Linked DNA regions of Mus musculus: regions 2 and 3 are each linked to region 1. A link is a contact called in public HiChIP or PLAC-seq data. All regions are on one chromosome and are shown on one strand. The core of a region is the stretch at or near the end of the contact, and the rest is flanking DNA. Distances in the headings are between cores, read along the strand shown. Region 1 overlaps Twist2 (twist basic helix-loop-helix transcription factor 2). Region 2 overlaps Gm35381 (a long non-coding RNA gene). Region 3 has its middle 35 kb from the start of Gm36102.

Region 1 (3,710 bases), core at 352-2,851:
GGAGAAAAAGCTGACATTTCTCATTGCCACAGTAGGAAGACAAGCCCCCAAACAGCATACACCAGGTACTCTGTGATTGGCTCTCCCCTGACCCCCAGTCTGCAGACATAGATCTTCCCGGCCACATGCTCCATCTCCTCCTGTCAGTGAGCACACAAAACACCTGAGAGCGGTTGACAAGAGTATAGAAAATGTCAGCAAGTGCCTGGCTGTTCCCAGGTGGGCTGTCACCCTTAGGGAGTGCACATAGCAGCTGAGATGAATGGCTGCCTCACATTTGCGAAAATGTATTTCCCTAAGAACTGGGCCATATTCATAAGGGGAAATGGAATTTTGGGGCAATGTACTAAAAGCAGACTACCTGGGTTTGCTTCCTAGCCTGTGCCCATTGCTATCCATTTTCTGGGGACCTCAGTTTCCCTGCCTGTGAAATGGAGGAAGTCCCAGCCTCCCTGGGCCTTTTTGAGGATATGTGATGGAATGGTGGAGACCAACTGAGCCTAGAGCACCCCCTCTGGCCATTTGCCTTTGCAGGGCAATGATGTCTGTGTCCCCAGGAACAACAGAAGAGAAGGGACTCTGCCACCTTCCAGCCAGATCCTCTGAACCTTGCATGCTTGGAGAATCCAGGAGTCTCTGATCTTGCTTTTTTATTTTTATTTTTTTAACAATTTTTATTAGATATTTTCTTCATTTACAATTCAAATGCTATCTCAAAAGTCCCTTATACCCTCCCCTGCCCTGCTCCCTAACCCACCGACTCCCACTTCCTGGCCCTGGCATTCCCCTGTATTGGGGCATATAATCTTTGCAAGACCAAGGGCTTCTCTTCCCAGTGATGGCCCACTAGGCCATCTTCTGCTACATATGCAGCTAGACACACGAGCTCTGGGGGGTACTGATTAGTTCATATTGTTGTTCCACCTATAGGGTTGCAGATCCCTTCAGCTCCTTGGGTACTTTCTCTAGCTTCTCCTTTGGGGGCCCTGTGTTCCTTCCAATAGCTGAATGTGAGCATCCACTTCTGTATTTGCCAGGCACTGGCATAGCCTCACAAGAGACAGCTATATCAGAGTCATGTCCCAAAGGTCCAACCCTACCTCAAATTCCGTACTCAGGATCCTGTGGAGGGAGAAGACAGAAAGAGGGGATCCCACCTCCATGGTACTCTGTTACTCGGTGCTCAGGAAGGGGAATCAGCATCAGTGTTACCCAGAGTCAAGGTGTGAAGCCTGGGGAGGCACAGGAGGGGAGGAGTGGGAAGATGGCGGTGGTTTATGTGTCTAGGTAATCCAGGCATGGACAGCCCCAGAGCAGGTGTCTGTGCTAGTTTATCCTAAGGGTATCCTAAGCACCCCCCAAGACCTCAACCCACCAGGACAGCAGCTTCCTGAGTACCCTCTGGTCTGTTTCTGCCTTGTTTGGCTTTTGTTCCGGTGAGGTCCAGCCTTCTCCCCTCTGATCTTCCCTTCCTCGGGCTGACCTGGCTCTTGGGCTGGGTGGGGCGTCCTCAGAGCTGGGAGCCGCCTCCCACCCTGCACCCCAGGGACCAGTCAGACTTTCCTGCTTTGTTTATTCACAGAACCAGGAGACACAAGCTCTGCTCTGAGTCACCCTGCTCCCGGGGCACTGATTCATGGAGGAGGCCCCTGCAGGGGACTGACCCCAGCCATTAACTTCTTGCTTCTTTGAGATCTTTACAAAAGGAATCCGTGGTTTTGAATCAAGGACTAAGGTGCAGGCCTGTGAGTGTGTGACATATTTATGGTGGTGAGTGCTACAGAGGGAATCTGAGCGTGGGAGAGCTTGCCCCTCACCTCTAGCCACTTCCCGCCTAGCTGATGGAAACTCACAAAAATGTCAGTCATTACTCTGAAAAAAAAAAAGATTTGGTCATCTGGCAAGTGTGGTCCTAGAATTTGCCAGAAGTATGCGTCAAATGTGTGAAAGAAAACAAGAATAACAAAAATTAGATTACAACTAAGGACTGCAAAAGGAGACACAAGATTCAGAGTCTGGTTGCTCTCCAGCTCAGAGGGGAGCTTGGTCTATGAAGGGGCTGCAGAGGGCGGGTCCCAGGAAACGGGATGTTAGGAGATCCAGGTTGGAAGCTATGCCCACATAGTCCCCAACCCTCCCAGGTCCTCAGCATGAACCATACACAGCATCAACTGCAACCTAGGTGCTGAGTGAGTAACCTTTTACCCTACAGAAAGAAGGGCAATACAAACACCTACAGGTGAGTGGCTACCTTCCTGCTCCCAGGACTGAGGTGGCTTTAAATGGCTGTTCTCAGCATGGTCCAGGGGAGTGGTCAATGAGTTCATTGAGATGTTTTTGCTTCCTTGTCTGTTTTCTGCTTGCCTCCACAATCTGCAGCGGCCAGTGACTGGTGTCCTCTCAAATGGCACCCCAGAGGACTGGAGAACACAGAGAGGAACCCGAGTCTTGAGGTGAGTCTGCTGGTGGGAAGATGGACACATGGGGATCTCTGCCCTAAACCTGAACAATCAACCAGTCAAGGACCTCACAGAGGCAGGTGGCTCTGGCAGATGGAGCTTAAGATGTGGCCTCATAGTCATAACTGCATCCCTGTGGTCAAGGGGAACCCGTGAGCTACACTATTGACCTAAGGCAGGCTAGCTAGCACACTCCAGAGGAATGCCCCAGACTAGCCCAACAGTCTCTGTGTGAGGACAGGGACGGGGTGACCCGTGGATTGAGGAAGACATGACAATATCCCTCAAAAGGCCACTTTCTGGATTTTGTTGTAGAGCCTGCAGCACGCTGGGCCAGCGCCCCACCACCCAGCCACCTTCCTAGATCACTTCAGTAGGATGCAGAGAGAAAGTTCTAATGCCAACCCATCCCCTGGGGAGCAGTGGCTGAAACAGTGTGGTGACGGCATTGTTTCATGGAGGTGAGCAGAGGGTTAGTTGACCTCTCCTTTAGGAAGGGGTGCTGGTGGGCCTTCTTTGTCTTTAAGAACCTACTCTGTGTCCATGCACCCAGACAGCAAAGGTGAATCAAGGCATCTATGGGGTATTTAGTAAACAAGCATGCCCCAGACCCAAGCTCACTGTATATGGTTGGTTTCAGGCTACTTCACTGAGTTACAGCCTGAGGGGTTTTCTACTTTGTATGTACAATGGAATGAAGATTGGGGTGGGGGGAGTGTTTGCATGATGTTGCACTGTGCGGTTGTAACCGTTCTGTTTTTGAAATTGATTATTGTTCCCTTCTCACTGTGTCTAATTTACGGTTAAACGCTATTGTCCTATCATTTCCATGGCTACTCCTTAACTGTAATCTTGCTACTGTTATGAACTGTAAATATCGGATATGCAGGATGTCTGATATTGGAACCTGAAGGGAGTGACACCCACAGGTTGAGAAGAAGTTGCAACCACTGATTTAGAAGGCTCCCTACACGCAGAGTCACTGGTTCAAGGGGATCCTAGCTGGGATGTATCTCAAGGGTAGAATACCTGCCTTCCCCAGCAACAAAAAAGCTGTGTGAAGAGCAGTAGCTTGAATAATCTAGAAAGTGTGCTGAGAAGGGATATTTTCAACGTTAAAACCTCCGACTCTTCTTAGGCAAACTGCATGAGTTTTCTCCCAGGCCAGAGATGGGGGACGAGACTCACTCCCACCTCCCTCAGTTCTGAAGGTGATCACGTTTGCTCCTCTCAATGAGCCAGAGCATCTGC
Region 2 (3,859 bases), core at 565-3,064, 920 kb after region 1:
GAAGACTCAACTTGACTTTGCCTCTCAGATAAGAGACCAAGGCTGGTGGTGTGTGGGGAAGTGAGAGCTAGCTTCATGGGAGAGTGAGATTCAGAGGACGCTGGAGGCAAAGGGATAACTGGGCTAAGGGATAACCATGAAAAATGCCTCCATGGGCATGGCCCTTGGGACTGCTGGTGGCAAAGAGCCTAGAGAAAGGCTGGAGCAGAGAGATGACTCCTCAGAGCCAGAGGACAGGCAATTGTAATTAATAGATAGGATTCAATAGCATCAAGGCCTGCCTGTGGGTAGGGTTGGGAGTAAGTCTGTGATGGTTAGTATCTGCAACTTGACAGGACCTAAAATCACTGTGGAAACAAGCCCCTGGGCACATCTGTGAAGGATTAGATATTCCTAGACACATTAGGTTAATTGAGGAGGGAACACCCACCCTAAGTGTGGGCAGCATCTTTCCATAGGGCTGGGGTCAAAGACTGTGTTAAAAGGAAAGCAAGCTGAGCCTGAGGCTTCACTGGGTATTGCTTCCTCACTGTGGGTGAAATGTCACCAGACCAAACTCTCACAACCACGACTCCCCATCATGATGGGAAACACTCTGAGCTAAAACACACCCCCTCTTCCTTAAGTAATTATTATGAGGTGTTTTGTCACAGCAAGGAGAAAGACAACTGATAAAGGTCTAAGAGAAGGGTACTAAACTCAAGCTAGTGGCAGTGGCTCAGAAGACAGTATGTGCATGTTCTACATCCACATGTCTATCCTTCACTCTGTCTGTCCATCCATCCATCCATCCATCCATCCATCCATCCATCATTAGATCCTCATTACAGAATGCCATAAACCAGGCATGATGATCAGATTAAGAAAAAAAATAGACATGGTTCATCTTTTTGTTATTGCTTTCCTTGAATTCTCTCCTCTGTGCATAAAAGTAGAGGCAACAGGCAATGCCAGTCAAGCTCTGTTCTTGGGCACTATATACTCCAGCGCTTAATAACATCAAGGGCAATAGCACAAGTAGGGACTATTTGCGGGAGAGGTGAGCAAGGCTCAGAGACGGTGAGTGTCTGATCAGAGAGTGACATAGCCTTGGCTTTCATAGTCAGCTTAGGACACCTCTCTCTACTTACCTGCTCCAGGGAACCTGTCCCAAGTTCTATTTACTGAGGTGGGTGGTACAGAGGAACAAGAGAGAATCTCTTGTTTTATTCATGAGCATTAATTTCTCACTGAAGCAATGATTCATATGATGTAGAAGGACTGGGAAGAGTGAAGCAATGATGTCTTTAGTTCCTTGCATAGTGGAGAAAGCTCTCAGTGGGTTAAGTTTACCGCCAGTGAGCAGTTTCTACGGGAAATTCCGTCCCAAACTCCAAACAATTACCTTGGAAACAGCCCTGGAATGGAGCCTGTGTGTAAATCAGAGCATGTGTGACTGTGAAATTTGGTCGTTGTGGACACACCTCCAATGGGGCTGCTTTCCCTCACTCTTGCTTTCTCTCACCTTTCTCTGCATTGTGCTGTGCAAAGACCCTCGGCTTCCTGTTCTAGTAAGCTGGCCAACTCCCTCCCCTAGTCTTGCACACATTTCTGTAACTACCCCCCAGAGGCTTCCTTCATCAAGTAAGGAAAACCGAATTCTGTTTTCCTAAGTGACGGGATGTGTTTATCCAGGGACTCCAAGCGGGCTCCAGTGCCTGGCCAGATGGTTCCAGATACGCTCAGCAGAACGCAAGGCGCAGGCCCCAGGGCTCTCCACAACCATGTGACTCACAGAAGGCCGGTGCCAAAGACGTGCACTGAGTGTCCTGCCCATGCTGGGCTGCACATAGGGTACACACAGGCTTCTGCTCCTTGGCTGCCTTAGGTGGTGCTGGGGCGGGGGAAGGGGAGGGTGTGCTCTTGCTGGAACTGAGATCCACCCTCCCAGGCCAACCGTGACTCATGTCTATTTTTAGTTTACCACTCACCCAGGTGGGCCAGGTTCCATGCTAAGTGCTCTAAATTTTGTATCTCTGTTTTTTTTTTTTTTTTTGTTTTTTGTTTTTTTTTTTTTTACATGGAGTGATCATAGGCTTTGGTGCCCGTATTTCAGCACATGTGCCTCTGGCAAAGGGGAGATTAGCTTTTGGGGACCTAGGGAACTTACGACAGGCATCTGCTGATGGCGTTGTGAGCCTGTTGAGTCCATGAGCTGAGGGGCAGGGTTGGCAACCAGGATCATGTCTGTCACTATGCGCAGTGTGCTTTGCTGGGGTAGACATGACTGATGGGTTTTGACACTCTCCCACTGGCTTGGACATTGCTTTGAAGAAAGGTCATTGGTTAGTAGCCACTCCTGTCTCTGAATCTCTCTCTCTCTCTCTCTCTCTCTCTCTCTCTCTCTCTCTCTCTCTGTGTGTGTGTGTGTGTGTGTGTGTGTGTGGAATGTGGTCAGGTTAGCTGTGCACAGCCCTCTGCTCTCCTGGGTTAATGGGCATCATGTATGATTTATCTGGTATAGAAAATTTACTTAGATCTTTTTATGGCCATATTGTCCAGAATGTGCCAGATTTCCTCAAGTTAAAGCAGGGCCAGGCCTGCTTAGTCTTTGCATGTGAGACACACCTGCTTGCTTGGTTTCAGTTGTTCCCTCCTCCTCCTCTTCCTCCTTTTCTTCTTCCTCTTCCTCCTCTTTTTCCTCTTCCTCCTTTTTCTTCATCTCTTCCACCTCGTTTCTTCCTCCACCTACTCCTTTTGTTTCTCCTCCACTTCCTCTTCCTATCCCTATTCCTCCTCCTCTTCTTCCTCCTCCTACTCATCTTCTTCCTCCTCTTCCTCCTCCTCCTTTCTGAGATATGGTCTCATGTGTCTCAGGCTAGCCTCTACAGCTTTGACCTTCTGGTCCCCCTCCTTGAACCTCCTGAGTGTTAGGATTACAGATTTGCACTACCACACCTGGCTTGATGCTGCAATTTGGATGGGGCTGGGACTTTCTGCCTGTTAGCCAAGCACCCTATTAATAGAATTACATCCCCAGCCCTTGACTTACCAGTTTAGTAGTGTGGATGGATAATCTGACTTAGAATTCCTTAGAGCCAGACTGAGCCAAAAGTGATTTTAAGCCATGTATTTGGGAGGAGGTCTTGGGAAGAGCCTGGTTGGAGCAGCAAGATGTGTGGTGAGTGATCAAGTGGCCTCTGTGGCCTTACTGGGGACCTTGTGATGACTGTCTCGGTGCTCTGTGATGTGGTCAAGGGATAGACAGTGGATTGCTTGCTTCCTAGTTCTGGCCTGTTGTTGACTGATAGATGCTCAGGGGTCCTTAGTACCCTACATCTTTGTCTGATCAGCTTGTCAACCATGTGGTCTGGAGCACTAGAGAAGCCCTTAGGCTTAGAGCTTCAGGCTGTTCAGCAGGGACAGAGGAAAAGGGGAGAGTAGGTTCCCGGGCTATTCTCTCAGTCTCATGTCTAGCATCTAGCAGAGGAGAGAGCCCCTGGCCTGGCTCCACACCCCCACACCCCCGCTTTGCTCTCCTGCACTAGACACACTGTCCAACTTCTCTGACAGCTGTAGTTCTTGTCCAGAATTGTCCTCTAAGGGCTTGCTACGGAGTGACATGAGGTAATGTCTATGAAAGGCTGTGTGAATTTCAGAGGTCTTGGGAAGTCTGTGCTATTGGCTACCTTCCCTCCTTCCCTCCCTCCCCTCCCCTCCCCTTCCCCTTCTCCTTCCTTCCTTCCTTCCTTCCTTCCTTCCTTCCTTCCTTCCTATGGATACAGGAGAAATCTGAGCCTCTTCTTGGGGTTGTATGCATCATTAATAAAACAATTTAAGAATGGACTCAAACAGAAGCTCAAGGACAATTTTATTAGAG
Region 3 (3,636 bases), core at 273-2,772, 970 kb before region 1:
TAAGGCCCCACAGACAGCAAGGACTGTGAAGGAGGCAGGGGTGAGGGTGTGTGTGTGTGTGTGTCAGGTCTCAGGCCATTCCTGAGGATTTCTGCACAGATGCTGGAGACCCCAACCAGGCCTGCACCACTGGGTCTGCTAGGGGTAATATTTCACTTGAGAGAGAGGAACCAGGAAAGGCCAACAGAGGGATGGGATTAGGGACCCTGCTGTCACTTACCTTCTGTTAACAGGACTGGGTATCCCTGTGTATGTGGGAGCAGGTGTGTTTGCCTTAGTGAGTGAGTCTGCCCCTGAGGTTGCTCCTGTGCACTTGAGGCAGTACCGATGTGGAGGCGTGGAAGGTACCCACAGCCCAGCTCTTTACACAGGAGGGCCTCAGGGCCTAGCCGAACAGAAACAGTTTTTCCTTGGTTGAACCACAAAGCCCTTCAGAAACCTGGTCCTAGCCTATTATTCAACCAAATCCCCTTCCTTTGCAGTTGTTTTATTGCGTTTCTCAAGCTATGGGGCAGATATTTAATTTCTTAAGATGTTCTTTGCATTATCTGAACTTTGTCATATGTATGCATGATCCACTGGACCACAAAAGCCGAAGTGAAGACTGCACAGTGTGTTGTCATTTGTCACTCAGCTGACCTTTCTCAGGGCGATGCACAGCTGCTGAGTCCTGGGCCCTGATAGGGAGTTCTGCCTGTTTCAAGATCTACCCATGGGTATCAACTCCCTGTGCATAGTCCTAGCAAAAGAAGTTATCACGCATCTGTCCCTCGGGAAAATGAATTGGTGGCCCCCGCAGAACATCCAGACATGGGTATTACCCCAGGATACCCCCGGGGAGGAAGCCCTGAGAAATGGAGTTTGTCTGAGGGCTACTCAATTTCAATTTCCTGCCCTGACCCTAGGAAACTTTTTTTTTTTTTTTTTTTAGCCTATCTCAAGCCCAGGAAAGGAAAGAGATTTTTGGAACAGCTTGAGGTGACTGACTCCTGGTGGTCCAGAAGCCATTATGGAGGGCACAGGAGCCACTATCAAGGAAGAAGATAACGATGTCAACCTATGAACTTCAGTAGTGTTTACGAGCCTCCTGAGCCAGTGTTGGAGTCACAGAGACAACCCCCCGCCCCACCCCCACCTCCAGGAGAACAGATGGTACCCCTGCCTTGAGTAGGAAGATCATTCTTCCTTCCTTCAAAGGTGTCCCACGAGGAAGGTAGAGTCTCTTCCTTCACATACAACAGCCCACCTCTCTGAGCGACCCAAGCCTTGTCAAGGGGGTGAGTTTGGCCCAAGTGGACAGGATCAAGGAGTAGCATGGTGCTCCAAGCGCCTGGAGGGCCCTCTGGGACACAGCCAAGAGCTGGGCTGTGGGTGGCCAGGCCCCAGGCTGTTCATCCCATTCCACCGAGGGCAGCCTTCTGCTCAGGCCGAGCAGGTGCGGCCCCAGACAGCTGGGCTGCCCAGCATGCTTGTGGCGTGAAGTCAGCTGCCCAGCCCGGCCACCAGCCGCACCCTGGCTATTTTGGGAGCCTCCAGCTCAGAACTCTGCCTAGCTGTTCCCACCCCTGCAGCTCCTGGGAGTCTGATTAGAGTGTGGACAATGCCCCTCTTGTTGCACATCTGTCCCTTCCCCACAGCCCCTGCGGCCCTCTCTTCCCCCATAGACACAGCTGGTCCTGCCTGAGGGTGGGGAGCTGTGCCTGGCAGGAGGAAGCTGGCCTTGTGTTGGGTCTTAGGATCACAGCAGAACTGGGCCTCAAAGCGTCAGAAGGAAGAGGCTGGCAGGATGACCTTGGTAGCATTCACTGTTAGAGAGTAAGAACTTGACACTCCCAGAGAAGTGGCAAGGCCTACCCTACCTTGGCAAAGAGGAGATCTGGAAAATTCTCCCCAGATCCTCCTACCCTGGGCCTTCCCCAGCCCTGAGATTGTTGCTAGAGAGGTGGTCAGGGTAGAGCAAGATTTGCTGCTCAGCAGGGCGGTCCCGGTCTCTCCTGAACAGTTGAGAGCATGTGTGGGTTCCCTGCAAATGGCAAACTACATTGATTGTTCCTCCTGGGATTGTCTGGACAGATTTCAAGACCTAATGTTAAGGAGTGCATTAGACTTAGTCCTGGACTAGAGCATGTCCCCCTGAACGTGCAGTCTGAACCTGGAATATTCGCCTTGATCTTGGAGCAGGCAGTCCTTCGCCCTGGAATATGTGCAAGAAGCACCTGCAGAAGCAGGCGTGGGAGGAGGGACCTTTAAGCATCTCTTCTGCTGGGCTGGGGAGTTGGGTTCTTCACTGTGGGTCAGATGAGGGAGAGGATACAATGCTGTGGGGTGTTGTGGGAGCAAGTGAGGCAGGGCCACCGTGGGCCAGGTGACTTTAGTATTAGGATACTTTGGTAACAGGACCCATGATGGGGTTCTGAGTGAGTGAGCTGGGGTGAGGTCAAGGGTCAAGGGGGAGGAGCAGAGGGCCTGGAAGGACATAGTGGAGGTCACTGGGGATATAGTTAAATTGAGCGGGCCAAGGACCCATGTTCATGGAGTGTGCTTGGCAGAACACCGGTGCACCTGCGTATTCGATCGTGGAAACAAGGCTAAAGGCTCTGGCTGCCTTGAGATAGGACCTGGCCCTGAGTTCCAGATGCTCTGCATAGGACCCGGAGGTATCTGGGCCTAAGCCGGAGTGCAGCCCTTGAGGACAAAGCATGCTCCACACTCTGGAGTCTGGTCTTCCCTGAACTCCTGCTGTGGGACCTTCAAGCAGTCCGCCTTCTCCAGGCTCCCGCTCACTCACCTTTGCCTGTTCTGGCTGTCGTACCAAATCCACAGACCGAATGGCTCATGAACATTATAACCTTCTTTGACCCTGAAATCCAACCAAGGCAGAAGCAGATGCTGCATTTTCTATGACATTGAGGGCCAACTTTTCCATAGGTGATGTGTCATTGTGTAAGGGGCAAAGAGGCTATCTCTACCTCCTGCCCCCTCTCTCTGTGTAGGCTAGAGGCCAGCCTTGAGTATCTTCCCAATTGCTCCCCACCATGTTTTTAGATAGTGTCTCTTAATGATCCTGGAGCACACGAATTCTGCAAGACTAACTGTCCAGTGAGCTCAGGAGTCCTCTCATCTCGGATTCTTCAGTGCCTGGATTACAAGCGTGCACCACCGTGCCTGGCTTTTCCTGTGAGTGCTGGGAATCTGAACTCAGGTTCTCATGATTGCTTGACATTCACTTTATCAACTGAGCTGAGTCATCTCTCCAGCCATAGCTGGTGTTTGTTTGTTTTGTCAGAGTATCTCATTGGCCTGGACCTTGACAAGCAGGTTAGTGAGCCCCGAGAATCCACCTATTTCCACATTGACAGTGCTAGGATTACAGATGTGCATCATCATGCCCAGATTTGGGGGTGGTGTCTGAGGAAACAAGGCAAGGACTTAATGGACAGAGCTATCTCCTTGGCTGCTTTTCTTCCTTTGTAAGGACTTGAATTCTCTTCATAAGGGCTGTTTGCAAAATGTACTTACTTATCCCCAGAGGCTCACAACACTATGGTATCGAGCATTAGGTTTCAGTATGTAGATTCAGGGGACAGAAACATTCTGACCATAGGAACTACAGAGTAGCGGGCAAGTCCAAGGTCC

Evidence for each region. HiChIP or PLAC-seq counts read pairs in DNA pulled down with a chosen protein or histone mark.
Region 2: a FOXA1 HiChIP or PLAC-seq map of pancreatic cancer cells shows a contact between it and region 1. The contact joins two enhancer-like sites. A contact is called at or near these places in 1 of 39 promoter capture datasets (pre-B cells), 1 of 115 datasets of contacts at active chromatin or transcription factors (pancreatic cancer cells) and 1 of 9 other capture datasets (liver).
Region 3: a contact with region 1 is called in an HNF4G HiChIP or PLAC-seq map of pancreatic cancer cells. The contact joins two enhancer-like sites. A contact is called at or near these places in 4 of 39 promoter capture datasets (the HPC-7 cell line, liver, pre-B cells and 1 more) and 1 of 115 datasets of contacts at active chromatin or transcription factors (pancreatic cancer cells).

The regions. Positions count from the first base shown.
Region 1 is chr1:91,814,747-91,818,456 of GRCm38.p6, reverse strand. All of the region lies in intron 1 of Twist2 (twist basic helix-loop-helix transcription factor 2), which reads right to left. It overlaps Gm46117 (a long non-coding RNA gene), which reads left to right. Exons shown (of 3, transcript XR_001779204.2): 2 at 2,380-2,453; 3 at 2,775-3,030. Among named protein-coding and RNA genes, the nearest start is that of Gm46117, 15 kb to the left of the region's middle. Within about 2 kb of position 1,601, at least 77 of the 459 cell types and tissues checked have an H3K27ac peak or open chromatin away from gene starts, as enhancers often do. A contact at or near this core is called in pancreatic cancer cells, where this site is marked.
Region 2 is chr1:90,894,841-90,898,699 of GRCm38.p6, reverse strand. The region is part of intron 4 of Gm35381 (a long non-coding RNA gene); the gene reads left to right. Among named protein-coding and RNA genes, the nearest start is that of Gm35381, 12 kb to the left of the region's middle. Within about 2 kb of position 1,814, at least 125 of the 459 cell types and tissues checked have an H3K27ac peak or open chromatin away from gene starts, as enhancers often do. A contact at or near this core is called in pancreatic cancer cells, where this site is marked.
Region 3 is chr1:92,785,262-92,788,897 of GRCm38.p6, reverse strand. No RefSeq gene overlaps it. Among named protein-coding and RNA genes, the nearest start is that of Gm36102, 35 kb to the right of the region's middle. Within about 2 kb of position 1,522, at least 62 of the 459 cell types and tissues checked have an H3K27ac peak or open chromatin away from gene starts, as enhancers often do. A contact at or near this core is called in pancreatic cancer cells, where this site is marked.